Regions from separate parts of the Mus musculus genome. Here region 1 is linked to region 2. The links are chromatin contacts, called in public Hi-C maps. All regions are on one chromosome and are shown on one strand. Each heading gives the region's core, a stretch centred on a gene start, on an enhancer-like site or on the middle of the called end of the contact. The rest is flanking DNA. Distances are from core to core; before and after follow the strand shown.

Region 1 (4,519 bases), core at 675-3,174, 76 kb after region 2:
TGCTGAGATTACAGGCATGTGCGTCTGGTTTCTGTAGTGCTGGGCATGAAACCCAGGACATTCTGCGTGATAAGAAAGCACTCTGCCAACTATCCCCCTCCTAGTTTGTCCTCCCACTCCAGTCTTTCCACTGTCTCTTCATAATACATTTTTAAGTTTTGTTTTTTGAGACAAAATTGTGCTGTGTTGTCCAGACTGGCCTTGACCTTACAACAGTCCTAGGTCTTGTGCCTTCCTGGACACGACTATTACAAGGTCCCGCCCTGGCCAGCTTAGCAGCAGGACAGAGGAAGCAGAATGAGGGCCATCCCCTGGGGGCTTTTGGAGCATATACTCCAACACCTTTTTAGTGCATATTCAAAAACGGAACCGTGTGCACATGCTGCTGCTCTCAGCTCAGGAGCTTTAGGCGTAGAATAGCACTTGGACACGGGGGACAGATATGTGACATAACATTTTATTTATCCTAGTGACATCTTCAGAATGCCACTATTGTCAATTTTTTTCTCCTTAAGGCTCTCCCCAGGATGGACAGAGGTAATGCATGTTCTACATTTTCAAACACATTGTTTACTGACAATTTTATAGAGTGTCTAGGAGGCTTTCTTTTGCCTTCCTCTTACCAACATGGTTGTCCTTAGCTGTGAAATAATCCTCAGGGAGCAGGTCTTCCAAAGTGAAGCAGAGAAGTAGGGACTTTGATTGTCCCCATCTCCTCTCCACAATTTGCTAAACATAATAGTACAGAGAATAGTTTATTTCTGGACAGAAAAGGAACTCGCCCCAAACCCCAGGGTCTCCTGGCCTGTCCAGCCTTGGAGCTGGTAAGAGCTGCCATGTCCTGACCTGTGAGGCTAGATGGACAGAGGGAAGTTCTATTGGCTGACCCAGAGGCCACCAAAGAATAGGGAGAACATGATCAAACTGAGCGACATCCAAGAGGCCCTGGAGATGGAACCCAGCGTTCCAGGGGAAACATGGCTTAAATGGATAAACTGCAGCTGCAACGGTCTTTTACACCGGGCAACTCGCTACGCTAGCTGGGGAAAGACACGAGGGGGCGCTGGTGCCCTGCTAGGGACAAAGCTTGTCCTGACCGAGCGGCTGAGCACCCATCAGCCGGAACCATGCCTGCAGCTCAAGACACTGCTGATAAGTGTTTGCTCGGTCGCCCCGGCCTCCCGCTGGCATGCTGGAGAAGCCAGAGCACTCCGAATCCAACCAAAAGCCTTACTTCTGTTTCAGTGGCCACTGACTTAAGGCAAGTGATAGGACCTCGGCTACCCAGGCTCATTATGAAACAGGGTCACTACTTGGCACCTACTCCCAGGAAGGTTTTGGTGAGATTAATGAAATACATGCCAGCTGGTACTTTTGTAAGTGCCCTTAAAGCAACCCAAACATCACTCCACACAATCATTTATTAACTAGATGGCTACAGGGCGCTAGCAGTGTATTTCAGTAGAGATTTATTATATTCCATTCTCTCTTTCAGCACACCTTTTAGTCCTTTGTTCTGGAAAAGACTGTTACAACTCTCCCCTCCCCGCCCCCGCGCCCCCAATACACACACTTTCTCTCTCAATAAGCCTCCGGAATAACTGCGGAGTGGTGTCCATCCAGGAAAATTACTTCAGAAACTTTACCGAGGTTTAAAATCAATAGCTTCTGGCCAGAGGTGTGCCATTTGGTCCTAGTCAGCTGTAAGCACTGACACACAACCCCCCCAAAAAAAAGTGGGGTGGGGGGGACAGCACACGTGGCTCACTGACTTACCTAGTCCAGATCCCAGCTGAAGGAGATAGTTGGCTGCCACCCTGAGGCATGAGTGAACAGGGTAGAGAGGGGCCTGAGCTCTGTGTTGGCAGTTGCCATGGTTTTGCTCCGAGTTCTGGAGCCAACCTGCCCACTACCTGGGGCACTCAGGTCACAGAAGCAGTAAGTTAGAAGTCTGTGGGGAACCTGAGACTGTGCTATCCTGGTGTCTGCCCACCCAGCTGTTGAGATGGAAGCCTCAGATTGGCAAGGGGGTGAAGGAGACAAGCCACTAGAGAAGGTGAAGTGAGGCTGGGATGTGAGGGAACCAGGGAAGGGCTGGTTTTGGAAAGCCACGAACATGAAATTCAAGGAAGGAGACAAGATGAGAAAATGGTGGAGTATGTGGGTTGGCAAAAGCCCCAAAGAACAAGAGAACACAATTCCTTCAGACAGTTGGGCCAGGGTGTAGCTCAGGAGTAGAGAGCTTGCCTGCCCTAGTCCTGGGTTTGACTCCCCAGAGCCGCAAAGCAGGGGTAAGCAAGTAGGAAACGTGTTTATCAAAGCTGTGTTTCTGTCAAGACAGTGAGAAGTCCCATTTGATCATTAGTTATAAAGGGTTACCCATGTCCATGTGAGCACACGTATGTGTTACGGTCTCTGTTCAGTTATGTGCTGTGTTTATGGAGTTAGCCAAAGTCCCCCACTCTCTACAGTTGGGGGGAACCTGTCCTGTACCTACTTTACCTAGCTTCCCTTCAGAGTGCTCTGAGTGTGGCTCTTCCTCTCCTGAACTCCAACGGCAAGTAATCCAATTGTTCTGAGAGGCTTTGAAAATGTGAGTTTAACCCTAGCACTTAGGAGGCAGAGGCAGATGGAGCTCTGTGAATTCAAGACCAGCCTGGTCTACAGAGTGAGTTCCAGGACGGCTAGGGCTGCACAGAGAAAGTGGTTTCATTGTTTGGGGGAGGAAAAAAAGCAAGCAAACAAAAAATCCTAAACAACAAACAAAAATCCCAAAACACAAGCAAACAAAAATGAAAAAAGACAAGAAACTTTAAGTTTCAAACCCAGTTAACACCAGTCTAATAATCCTGTGCTAAATCAGTAATATTTCAGACCCTTTGTCACCACTAGTTTTCAGTTCCCTTTGCTTCACTTTGTGTCACAAGTCCCTTGTTACCACCACCACCCTTTACCGGGTGCCCTTCATGCATGCCATGATGCTAACATTTAGAGATGCATAGACATTGGCCTGGCACCTCGGTATGTCCAAATGAAAGGAGACATGGGCCGGGCATGGTGGTACACACCTTTAATCCCAGCACTCAGGAGGCAAAGGCAGGCAGATCTCTGAGTTCGAGGCCAGCCTGATCTACAGAGTGAGTTCCAGGACAGCCAGGGCTACACAGAGAAACTGTGTCTCAAAAAACCAAAAAAAAAAAAAAAAAAAAAAAAAAAAAAAAAAAAAAAAAAGAAGAAGAAGAAGAAGAAAAGAAAGGAAACATGGTTGTTGCCCATCCCCCTGAGGAGTCACAGAATTCTTTCTGTGCCTGGGAGTTCTCAGTTATAACCAGAGGAAATGGTAGCTAACCTCACAGTCTTTGTGGGAAAAGAAAATTAGTAAATGTTTATCAAGAGCTTTACAATGTTTCTCAGTATAGCCAAGAATAATTATGAAAGAAATAGGTAAAATATTTTAGGTTTTCCAAGGAGAGGTTTTCAAAGATGGGGTCTTTTGGGCCAGACTCACTGACCTGGCAATGTTTTGAGAGAGGGAGGGAGAGAGAGAGAGAGAGAGAGAGATCATAGGGAAAATAAAGAAGGCCTTGGTTGTCATTTGCCAGTATCTGCCCAGCACTGGTCCTCAGGCCCAAGCCCCTCTCTGACTGTGCCCCTCCTTCCAGGTGGGGAGCGTTCCCTGTTTAGAGAGGAGCTCCAGCACCGTGCCCACGGGAGATGCTCTGGTCCGTCATGCCAAGGGCCTGAGCCAGGATACCTTCAAAATTGTAAGGAGCCAGCCTGAAACCTTGTCCCCCTAGCCTGGGAGGGATCAGGAGGCTTCTGACCCTCCTCTCCCACCACCTGATCTGTCACAGTCAGGATGGAAATGGGGAGGGGACCCACTGGAGCCTTGTGAGCACACAGCCCTTTGTGGTCCATTAAGAACTGTAGTCAGGCCAACTTGTCAGGCACTGGGGTCTGTCCACCTGCCTTTCCTCCACACCCCTCAGCCCCTCACCTTGCCTGTGACCTCTCAGTGTAAAGAATACCTGAGGCCTCTGAAGAAGTTCCTTCGAAAGTTGAACCTGCCCAAGGACCTTCCCCAGAAGAAAAGGATAAAGTATACGAAGCAGAGCCTTGAGGCCCTAGGGGGCCATATTAACACCTTTCTGCAGCATTATTGCCGAGCCTGGGAGATCAAGCACTGGAAAAAGTAGGCAGCTTCCTAGCCTTATCCCACCTCCATTCAAGATTATGCTATTGTCAAGATTCTCCAGGCATGAAGAGGGTTAAGATCCTGGGAGATAGCTGATGTTTAAAAAATAGGTCCCTCTAGCCGTCAGGATAGCACTGATTGTACCTTAGCTGTACACACAGTAGACAAAAGCCGTTCCCAAGAACCTCCAGGTGCCTCAGTGGGTAAGGCATTTGTTACTAAGCCAGATTATCTGAGTTCTATCCCTTATACTCACATGGTAGAAGGAGAAATCCACTCCTATTGGTTGTCCTCTGACCTCCACACATGCACTGTGGCAGACAT
Region 2 (4,474 bases), core at 1,970-4,469:
TAAAAGGGGAAATAAAATAGACATCAGAGGTAGATGGCGTGAGAGAACTAGGGATTGGGGTTGGGAAACCAGGAATGGGAATCAGGTGTGATGAAAGAAAGGGAAGGTGGGAAAGGGCTGGGAGAGAGAAAAGAAATTGGTGGGGGGCATCTATGGGACTAGCTGGAGGCCTGGGATTGGGGAGCTTCAGGGAGTCTATGGGGTTGACCTAGCTGAGACTCCTAGCAGTTGGGGATACGAAAACTAAAGTGGCCACCTCTGTAACCAGGCAGGACTTCTAGTCAAGGGTACATCAATCCACTCACAAACCTAAGACCCAAATCTGTCCTGCCTAGAAGATGTGCAGGATAAAGATGGAGCAGAGATTGAGGGAATGGCTAACCAATGACTGGCCCAACTTGAGATCCCCCCCATGGGAGGGAGCCAACCCCTGAAACTATTAATATTAATCTCCTATGCTTGCAGACAGGAGCCTAACATAACTATCTCCTGTGAGGTTACATCCAGCAGCGGATGGAAACACATGCAAAGACTTATAGCCAAAAATCAGGTGGAGCTCAGGGAGTTTTGTGAGAGAATTGAGGATGGAATGGATTTCGGGAACTGGAGGGGCTGAGGACGTCACAAGAAGACCTACAGAGTCACCTAACCTGGGCCCATGGGGCTCAGAGAAACTGAACCACCAACCAAAGAGCATGCTGGTGCTAGACCTAGGCCCCCTACACATTTGTTGCAGATAAGCAGCTTGGGCTTCATGTGGGTCCCCTAACAATTAGAGCAGGGGCTTGGCTCTAATTCTGTTAACTTCCTTCCATTGGATCTCTTTCTCCTATCTAGACTGCCTGATCAGGCCTCAGTGGGAGAAGATGTACTTAGTCCTGCTGCAACTTGATGTCCTAGGGTACCGATGGGGGGCTTCCTCTTCTCTGAGAAATGGATGGAATTTGTTAGGGAGGCACTGGGAGGTGAGGAGGGAGGAGGGCTTCAACTGGGATGTAGGTAAGTGGATAAATAAGTGGAAAACAAAAAGACTTGAAGTGGAAACTTCCAGTTTCTTTCGAAAGCTATGTCAAATGATGGTTTGCTGGGGCACACAGGTGAAAGGATATCTTGCTAAAGCAAACAGGTGAAAGAATGTTTTCCTAAAGCAGACACAGGTAAAAAGAATGTTTATGTTCTGATATAGCAAACATGCGAAAAGACCTGGGATGAAGGAGTACAAATATGACCCCACAGACAGTGGGAAACAAGCACTGAGTTTTGGTTTGGTTTGTTCCACCTCGCTATTCTTCCCCAAAGACATGCATGTATTGGCTTGCCTTACATAGCATTGTTGAGCTCAACTTGTGATAATACTACATCAAAGAAACTTGCTCAAGAACTGCTCTCAAAGTTCCTGCAGCAGCCTGCAGCTTGCTTCTGTGGCCTTGCCTCAGGCCAATTGGCTAGTCTGGCAGCTTCTTAAGGACTATACTGTAGTTGCCAGTTCATGGCTGGTGTCTGCCTGCCTAGAGGACTGGATTCAGCAGCTGCAGAATTGTATTTGGTGTTTGCTATGAGAGTGAACTGCTGCCAAAGAACTATTGCTGAACTATGTGTCCACTTCACTTATATCCTAATAATTTGTCTATTACTTCTGCTGGGTGGTGGCTAGATGATAGGTTAAACCCTTATTAAAAGTAGGTTGCAGGCTGGAGAGTTGGCTCAGCAGTTAAGGGCACTGACTGCTGTTCTGGAGGTCCTGAGTTCAAATCCCACAACAACATGGTGGCTCACAACCATCTGTAATGGATGCCCTCTTCTGGGGTGTCTGAAAACAGCTACAGTGTACTTCCATATAATAAATAAATCTTTTAAAAGGTTGCAAAAAATTTATGCCAATACTTATTAAACTCAAAAAAAATTTTATAGTGTCTGATTTTTTTAAAAAAAGATTTGTCTATGTGTCTGTGTCTGTGTGTGCATGCGCATGCCATGTGTGTATGGGTGCCCATAGAAGCCATAATGGGAGTTGGATCCCCTAGAGCTGGAGATGAAGGCAGCTGTGATGTGGATGTTGGGAAGTGAACTCAGGGCTTCTGGAAGAGCAAAAGCACTCTTAACCACTGAGCCATTTCTCCAGTGTGTCTAATCTTGATAGTTATATTTCAAGAAAGAAGTATGCAGTCAGAAAAAAAAAAAAACGGTCATATGAGTATTACTCTGAGGAATTTAAAATGGGACAGGAGAATAATTTCTACATTTATTAAATAACATCATTCTATAAATGTCAATCAAAGAATAATCAAAAATTTATACTTTGGTTTGGAAAGAAAAATACATTTTCTTAGTTTTCAAATACAGAAACAGAACACTCTGCATGGTATATTTCTCTGACGTCTTGAAATTCAGTAGTTCCCTATAAAGAGAAGTGACTGTATGTGAGTTTTATCCTGTCCAAACCTATGGACTCTAGATAATTTATATTGAAATTACCTAGATAATTCAGACTGAGTGAAGAGCAAAACTAAGCTTTAACCCAAGTAATTCACAAATCTTTCTAGTTATCTGAAATAAACAAATCATTCCCAATGTACACCCATACTAACCAGTCATTTATTAAAATGACTAAAATACAGGAAACTTTTTTTAGTCATTTATAATTAGATTTCCCCTGGCTAGCCCCAAAACTCTACTTGAATTATAATGTGACAAAATATTGAGTAATTAACAATAATAATTATAAGATGATTTAAACACATACTACTACAAATGTTTGTGTGTATTTTCACCTATATTGCCAGGAACCAGTCCAGCGCCAGGACTGAGGAAATGCATGGGTACACCAGCCATTTTCAAGGACAAAACTTAATTTTACGAAAATAAAAGTTGTTTATTTTTGGTAATATTTATCTTTCTTTGTTGGGGGGGGGGGGGTGAGACAGGGTTTCTCTGTGTAGCCCTGGCTGTCCTGGAACTCAACTCTGTAGACCAGGCTGGCCTCAAACTCAGAAATCCTCCTGCCTCTGCTTCCCAAATGCTGGGATTAAAGGCCCGGCAATATTTACCTTTCTTTACCTCTTTGCTATTCTAAGGCAAGAAGCTGCCGGTTTTTGATAACTCCTGCTGTTCAGCAGCAGGGGATTAAGAAAAGGAATTAGCTGTCTTCTCTACCCTGGGAGCAGCTCTCCCCTTCTCCCTGAAAATGTATGCCTGCTCCAAATTCCTCTCTGCCCGCCCCCAGATCGGGAGCACCTCTCAGCTGCTGAGTTGTTGCTGTCTGCAGTGGACTAACTTGACCACAGATGACAACAGATGAAAGACTCAGGAGCTTGGAGGTCTGGCGGCCTCTGACCTCACTAATCCCTAGCTGCAGCTCCCAAACCAGCACCATTTCAGGGACATCAACACAGCTGCCAAGTTCATTGGAGCTGGGGCTGTGATAGTTGGGGTGGCGGCTCTGGTGCAGCGACTGGGACTGTTTTGGCAGTCTCATCATTGACTATGCAAGGAACCCTTCTCTGAAGCAACCCTTCTTGTATGTATTCTGGGCTTTGCCCTCCTCAGAGTCCATGGGGCTCTTTTGCCTAAAGGTGGCCTTTCTCATCCTCTTCACCACGTGAAGCAGCTATCTCCACTTCCACCTCCCATGGTTCTTTTGCGTCTTGTCTGCCCTGTATGTTCCTTTCCCAAAAAGTCTGGGGAAAGTGCTTGGCTCAGGGTTTAACAGAGAGAAGACAAATAAATACTGTACTAATAAGAAAAAAGAAAAGAAAAGGAATTAGCTTATTCAGTCTCTTTGTTCTTTTATTGGGAGCCCCTAACTGATTAGCTAAAGGTTAAAAGTCTCATTAGTTTTTTTGTGAGTCAGAGAAAAAGGAAAAGAAAGTCACACACACAGAAAGAAAAACTCACTCATTCTGAATGGAGCAAAAGAAAAAAAAAATAAGCTCCAACCTTTATTGCTGAGAGAAAGAAACACTTTTCCATTATTGTCATTCTTCTTAGCTCTTATTCTTAGTTAGCTCTTATGCTGTCTCAGGATAACTGATCACATAGTTTTCCAAGCAGCTTTACATTCTGTAAGTTCATAGCAAGTTAAGGATACTAATTCAAGTCATAAATCAATAAGGAGTTACAGCAGAAATGTTTATGTATGTTTCCATTAAAATTAGTACCTGACTAAATATTCATTATCTATTATTAACTCCATAAATTCATTAAAAGTTTAAAACAATAATTCTTATATTCTAAGAATTATTATGTTTTGCAAAGAGGCAGACTAACTTCCTTGTGTTTCATTAGTTTGGAAGATATATATATATATATATATATATATACACATACATACATACACATACATACACATACCAATCAGAATTTTATTTTCTGTCCTTGCACCTACAATAAATTGTCCATTCCCAGTTTATGACCTTCAGTTACCAGACAGTGATCTCATAGCTAACCTAGAAAGAATGTTTTCCCTGACTGTAAA

The links. A called contact is a pair of places that touch in the nucleus more often than the background predicts.
Region 1: a Hi-C map of the P5424 cell line shows a contact between it and region 2, with 1.9 times the contacts expected there. The contact joins the promoter of 1700125H20Rik here to the enhancer-like site in region 2. A contact is called at or near these places in 6 of 39 promoter capture datasets (cranial neural crest, hematopoietic stem and progenitor cells, liver and 2 more), 1 of 15 datasets of contacts at CTCF or cohesin (the NIH/3T3 cell line), 6 of 484 Hi-C or Micro-C datasets (the AML12 cell line, the BV-2 cell line, the P5424 cell line and 3 more), 2 of 115 datasets of contacts at active chromatin or transcription factors (bone marrow-derived dendritic cells and double positive thymocytes) and 1 of 9 other capture datasets (adipose tissue).

The regions. Positions count from the first base shown.
Region 1 is chr11:85,169,172-85,173,690 of GRCm38.p6, forward strand. 1700125H20Rik (RIKEN cDNA 1700125H20 gene) reads left to right here and starts at 1,925. Exons shown (of 6, transcript NM_028589.1): 1 at 1,925-2,056; 2 at 3,663-3,764; 3 at 4,017-4,192. The coding sequence starts at 2,006.
Region 2 is chr11:85,091,957-85,096,430 of GRCm38.p6, forward strand. The region is part of intron 2 of Usp32 (ubiquitin specific peptidase 32); the gene reads right to left. It also overlaps the pseudogene Gm51870. Among named protein-coding and RNA genes, the nearest start is that of Usp32, 46 kb to the right of the region's middle. Within about 2 kb of position 3,220, at least 7 of the 459 cell types and tissues checked have an H3K27ac peak or open chromatin away from gene starts, as enhancers often do.